Regions from separate parts of the Mus musculus genome. Here region 2 is linked to region 1. The links are chromatin contacts, called in public HiChIP or PLAC-seq maps. All regions are on one chromosome and are shown on one strand. The core of a region is the stretch at or near the end of the contact, and the rest is flanking DNA. Distances in the headings are between cores, read along the strand shown. Region 1 has its middle 53 kb from the start of Gm17501. Region 2 has its middle 9.1 kb from the start of Gm35187.

Region 1 (3,486 bases), core at 435-2,934:
AAGGTTTAATGGGTCCAGAAAGTGGCTGCCTACCTTCATGTCATTTTTCTATCTGTCATCTTTGACACATTTTTTTTTCTCCTGTCATCATTTTGGAGATGTCCTCTCAGGGACCCAGAACACAGGCTCACCACAGAGGGGAGGCACAAAGGGGGTATGGTGAGTCCTGGAGTGAGCAGTTTCTCCCAGCCTCACCCCTACTTCCCACTGCCCCACTTCCACGCACAATCATGCTGTTGTCTATTTGGAGTGTGTAGTGATGGCTCAGCTCCTGAGTCACACCCCTCTTTCAGGGATGCACCCCTGGGCTTAGGGTTACATTTCCTCCATAGTCAGTCACTTGATGCAGATACCCCAGGGTTTCATGAGTCTCTGGGGAAGGATGGAGCCAGATGAGAGAGACTACACCCATCAGAGCTCTCTGCTCCTAATGCCTTGTCACAGCCTGCACAATTGATCAAGAGTTCCTATTTTGTGGAGTGAGAACCATAGGGCCGGCACTAGGGTTCCTTGCTCTCTTTGGATCCTATTTAGGCTCTGGCCTGCATCCAAAAGAGGCAGAAAAGGACAAGGAAAAGTTATATCTTTCTGAGTTGGAATTAGAAAGGTGGGCAGGCCAGCTGATTGACCTGCTCAACTCGATTCCTTATATGTCGACAGAGGGATACATTCTGTTTTTTCCTGTAACATGGAGACTGGAGGGTCGCCTTGCTTTCGAGAGCAACCATGTAGCAAAACCTTAGCTCAAAGAATGCAAACAGGGGCCTGGCATCATAAAAGTGGAAAGACTTGGTTCTACAAAGTTGCCCTCTGACCTCCAAATGTGCACAGCAGTACACTTTCACCAGCACCCACACACATATGGATGCACGCACAAAAATATATAAAGCAAAAATAATTTTAGAAACATCTAAATATAGGATTTATTTGTGGAATAAATGTGGAAACCAAGCAACGGTGCTGAGTTTGGAGGAACGGCGAGGACATACTCCAGGCCGGTGAACCTGAGCTTGGCAGAGAATATCATCAGCCAGGAGCGAGAGGCATCTGGCTACTCTGAAGGAAACTTAGTGGGGCTTATCTCTTTGCTGAAAACCTTCAGCCCTGGAATGTTTGAAATCTAGTCTGCCTAATCTTTTTCTGTCGGAAAAAGAGAGCGAGAGCACAGGCGGCCAGTGAGGAGGAAGGGAGCAGAAAAGATGCAGGAAGGGAGAAGCTGAGACTGGATGAGGGGAAAACGATCAATTCTGTATGTAGTTCTTTTTATAAGAAAGGCAGCTAGTATGGATTCCACTGTACATTTTGTATTTCTTGAATTCTTTAAAAGTCTTTTCAGGACTCTTGTTGGGGGCAAGATTTTGCTAAAGGAAACTTCATTTAAGTGCCTGTTTCCAAAGAAAACACACACCGTACCAAGACACACACCCTGTGTGTAGCTTCACTGTATTGCTGGGAACCGGACCTCCCTCATGGCTCCTCTTTACTGAGGACCCCAGTGTCCTCGGCTCCCCTGTAAAACTGAGTCTCTCTGACTCTGGACTGAGTACAGGGAGCCTTTCAGAGCAAGGCACAGGAGGCCACCCTTGGCTGTCTGCTAATGCAGGGCTTGTGTGGCGGCCGGCCGTCGGTCCCTGTGAACTGTGTGGGCAGCGTTCTCTCTGAAGAGCCTAAGAAACCGACCTTTTGAGGAAGGCAGTGTTAAGGAATGTCTGGAATGTTTTTAGCCCCGAGAGTTTCCTGGAACCCTGTATGGTCCCCAGTGAAGAATGGGTAAAGCAGTATTATGGAGTTAAGCAAGACTGGTTCAGATCAGAGAGGGATGGAGGAAGTCATTAAAAGGGATGAGACTGTCCCCTCGCAAGCATGGGAAGCAGGCCCAGGGTTTCTTTCTAGATTGCACGTACATCCAACAAATCAACTCTCATCCTCCCAGGCTGAGGAGAGGACAAGCTCTAAATAACCTGCAATTGTTACAGAGAGTAACAACCAGAGATGAGTTCTCTTTCTTCCTTCCCCACAATGGCCTTTGCAGCAAATGAGTGAGTGAGCTGTTAAATACCGTTATATTCTGTGCTGGAATTCTACGGTATTCACAAATGTTATTTGTGGAATAGGGAAGTCATATTTCTAGCTACCTCATAAAGCTATTACTGTATTTAAAGGTTTCCAATGGTTTATTTATAGCTAGGTGCCCATTTTTTGTGTATAAGGGATCTATTTGACTTGAATTTGTACTCCTGTGAGAGCCTGAAGCTGGTTACAGCTCAACACAGTGATTTAATAGACGCGGTTCACCTAGAGTCCCAGCATCATCGCATACTGTGGCCACTGACTTCAGATATTCTCCTTTTTGGATTTTTCAAATTCCTTTGTCTGCATTCCAGGGCGAGTCATTGCAATCAGATGCACATGCAGATTCACTGCAATCGGATGCACATGCAGATACTATTTAAATATCTGTACAAAGGCAGACTGTGTGTGAATACATGTGGTGACAAAAATTCATGAAGTGAAATTTACCCTTACCTACTTACTTCTTGATGCGTTTTGATATTTTCCAGTCTATTTTATTACTTCTTTTTAATAGAATATGCAGATGATTACAGTGACGCACTTTATTTCCCTGCCCATTGATAGGTTACAACTTGGAGTGTGAGAAACTCTGGTCTCCCTGGCCCTCTAAAGAGCTACATAAGGGAGTGAAAGGGAAGGTTGTTAGAGGGCATAAATGTGGACGTGTAATTGAAACGACTCAGGAAACGCGGAAATGCTGCTGAAAGGATTCTAGTTTTCTTATGTTTCTGTCTTGTTAAAGTAATACTTTTATTTATTATTTGAAAATTTAATACATGTGTATCTTGGACGTGTTTATCGCAACTCTCCTCTTTTTCCTGGATCCCTCCTGTGGTGGTTTGAATGAAGATGGCTTTCGTAGGCTTGTATATTTTCATGATATACATGATAAATTGTTTAAGGAGGATTAGAAGATGTGGCCTTATAATAGGAGGTGTGGCCTCGTCGTAGGAGGTGTGGCCGCATTGTAGGGGGTGTGGCTTTGTAGGCAGTATGGCCTCATTATAGGAGGTGTGGCCTTGTAGGAGGTATGGCCTCATTGTAGGGGGTGTGGCCTCATTGTAGGAGGTGTGGCCTCATTGTAGGAGGTGTGGCCTTGTTGGAAGAACGGTGCTTCTGGTGTGTGCTTTGAAGTTTCACACTCCGTCTCTAAGCCCAGTGTTTCTTTGCCTGCTGCCTGCCTGCGGATCAGGATATGACTCTCTCAGCTCCAGCACCATGCCCTTCCTTTTCCCATCATGATGATAATGGAGCAACCCTCTGAAACGATAAGTCCCTAGTTAAACGCTTTATTTGAAAAAAAGTTGCCTTGGTCATGGTGTCTCTTCACAGCAATAGAACAGTGACTAAGACGCGTCCCCTATCACATATCCCTCCTTGCTTCATGTCCTTCTTTGGATATTTTTAATTTTA
Region 2 (3,146 bases), core at 129-2,628, 200 kb before region 1:
TTTGCTTGGTTGCTGAGGACTAAGGGCATCCATCCGTAGACTCAAGGATCTTTAGCTTGCCAGCAGGGAGGGTCACTCAGGGATGTGTCAGTTCTCTTACAGGAGCCGTCCTCTCAAAGAGCAGCCTCCGTCCCACAGAAGGGGTTGCGTGGACCCTCATCTTTGGAGCACACTCACCCCTCAGCATCAGATGTGCTGGGCCAGCGTGAGGGACACTCATGTCCTGCCCTTCCTCTGGAAGGCAAACCTCACCTGGGGAGCTGTGAGGTCCCAAGAGAGCCCTGTTCCTTACTCTGTCATGTGGCACTGGGGTTCTGTCGCATGAACTGAGAGTGGGGGGGGAAGGGTGTGGTGTTGGTTCAAATACCACACTTGCCTACAGACCTCACCGAATTAGCCTGCCTGCTTGCCTGCCTTCCTTCCTTCCTTCCTTCCTTCCTTCCTTCCTTCCTTCCTTCCTTCCTTCCTTCCTTCCTTCCTCCCTCCCTCCCTTCCTTTCTTCCTTCCTTCCTTTTTCCCTTTCCTGCCCTCTCTCTTCCCTCTCTTCTTCCTTCCCTCCATCCCCTCCTTTCTTCACTGAAGGTCAAACCCAGGGCTGAACACACTAGGCAAGCCCTGTAGAGCTGAAGGAACACATGCTGTATCCAATCCATGACCACGATGAGTGACTCAAGTGTGGTGTCCTCTTTGGAAGCAGTTCTCACCATTTCCCCATCAGAAGCAGATTCTTATAATGCAAACTGAGTGTGGAGGCCTCAGTATTGTCATCTGCTACATGAAGACCGTGTGTGTCTGACTGTGAGTCCGAGGTGATAGAGTGGAATGGAAAGCCACCCGGAGCCTAATTGTAGACTCTTGGGTGGTAAAGGAACACCTTACCTACCCTGCTGTCCATGCTGTCCGTTCCCAGGGTTGCTGGCTGGAACAGTCTCTCTGCCACCACACCACTCTTGCTCATGGTCCATGAACACCCCAACGATAGGAACCTCACTGATCTTAAACTATTATCCCCGTGAGCAATATGACCAAATAAAATGCAAACATCTAGGGCTAGATGTCAACACAGAAGGTCAGAATTTTAAACAACATTGTGTGACCAGAAAGTCCCGGGAACAGCTGCAAAATGGCAACTTGATGTTTGGGACCAAGTGCTCACATGGTGTGTCTAAGTTTAGAATCAACACAGTGTCTATTAAAGAGGGCCTGGACCGGCAGGTCTGGGACGTGATGATCTTTCACTCCGAGGCCGCCTGCGGCTGATTTGGATCCAATAATTTTCTGATACTGAGTGAAGGAGAGCCTGGCCACAGCACATGCCTCCAGCTCAGAAATGTGCCAGGAATTAGGATTTAAATGCCAGCTCTGTGAGACAGCACTGGCATTGCGCCACCCCACCCCCACCCCTCTCTGACCTGCTGTAACTCTTCACCACGGGCTCTGTGCAGATATACTCTGACCTCTCCAGCTCCCTCCTGGGTATCTCAGCCAGCTCCTTGTTGGGGGACGCTGACCTTGTGAATCCTCACCTGGGCCCCATCAGAAGCATCTCCAAGCCAACGGGTCAGCAGCAGATCAGAGCGAAACAAGAAAGGGACTGATGTGTGTCTTCTCAGCTTGGGGCCTGCTCTGGCAAGTTCCAGACGCACCTTCTTGTCTTAGTCTTAGAGGCACAATCTGCCATCCTAGCCCCGGTGAGCCAAGGAGTGTTGTGACGGCTGGGTTTGCGGCGTCTCACTCAGCCCCTGCATGGAGGTTTAGCATTGAGGCCTCTGAATGAGCTGTTGGCTCTGCTCTCTTCCAAGTGTCAGTGAATTCTGTTTCCTGCTGGAATCCTCTCTAAAGTTTTACCCTGTTTATCATTAACTTTTAAATTAATTTATTTAAGAGACGGGCTCTAATTGTGATGCCCAGGCTGGCCTGGGACTCATGGTGATCTTCTGCCCCCAGTTCCTGGGTGCTGGGGTTACAAGTGGGAGAGATGGCACTCGGCTCCCATTGCCATCTAGCCCTGGTAACAGCTTCTGTCTTCCCATTATTTTTTAGGCTGAAAGAAAACACGAGAGAGAGAGGGGGGGGCCTGGTGTTTCTCTCCTAGTATTAGTCCTAGGGAACTTCACACACTCATCTGGGTCCCCAGTCAACAAAATAGATGACTTTGTTCACATCCTGTCCTGGAATTTTGAGCCTCTGTTGGGTGCGTGAATCAGTGTTTGTTCCACAAGTTCCTTCCAGAAGTAATAAAACTAACATTTCTACAGAGCTGAGCTCTTGCTTGGAATAGAACTTGTTTGCTGTCAGAGCTTTTCTGTGGAATCCATGTAGAATAAGCAGTTATTGTACTTTGCTGGGATACAGGGTGTTTCAACACCTAGCATGTAGTATTCTGATTGTATTTGGGGGGAACTTGCCTCTTAGGGTTTATCAAATTTCAATCAATAAGCTTCTTTGTCCATGTAGAGGTACATAACTTTATGTTTCAAGAGAAATGGTTAATGGACCAGTTGAGGATGTGGGTTAAGAGGTACAAAGTTCAGATACATGTGATGATTGAGTTCTAGAGGCTTAATATATAGCCATAGGGTCAAAACTAACATCAGCCAAAGGGTGACAGCCAACATCAGACATAGGAGGAGCACAGCTAACAGCAGACATAGGAGGAGCACAGCTAACAGCAGACATAGGAGCACAGCTAACAGCAGACATAGGAGCACAGCTAACAGCAGACATAGGAGGAGCACAGCTATCAGCAGACATAGGAGGAGCACAGCTAACAGCAGACATAGGAGGAGCACAGCTAACAGCAGACATAGGAGGAGCACAGCTAACAGCAGACATAGGAGCACAGTCAACAGCACTGCACTGCATACTTAAAATCTTTTTTTTTTTTTTTTGGTTTTTTAAGACAGGGATTCTCTGTACAGCCCTGGCTGTCCTGGAACTCACTTTGTAGACCAGGCTAGCCTCCAACTCAGAAATTCACCTGCCTCTGCCTCCCAAGTGCTAGGATTAAAGGCGTGTGCCACTACTGCCCGGCTTAAAATCTTGAAATAAATGAACAATTTTTAACATTCTACACACAAAAATGTCAACTATAATTATGCAATTATTTTATAATTTATATGTACTTCAAAATGCCAAGTTTCAAT

What was found. HiChIP or PLAC-seq counts read pairs in DNA pulled down with a chosen protein or histone mark.
Region 2: a CTCF HiChIP or PLAC-seq map of the NIH/3T3 cell line shows a contact between it and region 1, with 12 read pairs. The contact joins two enhancer-like sites. A contact is called at or near these places in 1 of 15 datasets of contacts at CTCF or cohesin (the NIH/3T3 cell line), 8 of 484 Hi-C or Micro-C datasets (Sertoli cells, cortical neurons, embryonic fibroblasts and 4 more), 5 of 115 datasets of contacts at active chromatin or transcription factors (the NIH/3T3 cell line, embryonic basal ganglia, embryonic fibroblasts and 2 more) and 1 of 9 other capture datasets (embryonic stem cells).

What each region holds. Positions count from the first base shown.
Region 1 is chr3:145,701,794-145,705,279 of GRCm38.p6, reverse strand. No RefSeq gene overlaps it. Among named protein-coding and RNA genes, the nearest start is that of Gm17501, 53 kb to the right of the region's middle. Within about 2 kb of position 1,684, at least 129 of the 459 cell types and tissues checked have an H3K27ac peak or open chromatin away from gene starts, as enhancers often do. A contact at or near this core is called in the NIH/3T3 cell line, where this site is marked.
Region 2 is chr3:145,898,208-145,901,353 of GRCm38.p6, reverse strand. No RefSeq gene overlaps it. Among named protein-coding and RNA genes, the nearest start is that of Gm35187, 9.1 kb to the right of the region's middle. Within about 2 kb of position 1,378, at least 18 of the 459 cell types and tissues checked have an H3K27ac peak or open chromatin away from gene starts, as enhancers often do. A contact at or near this core is called in the NIH/3T3 cell line, where this site is marked.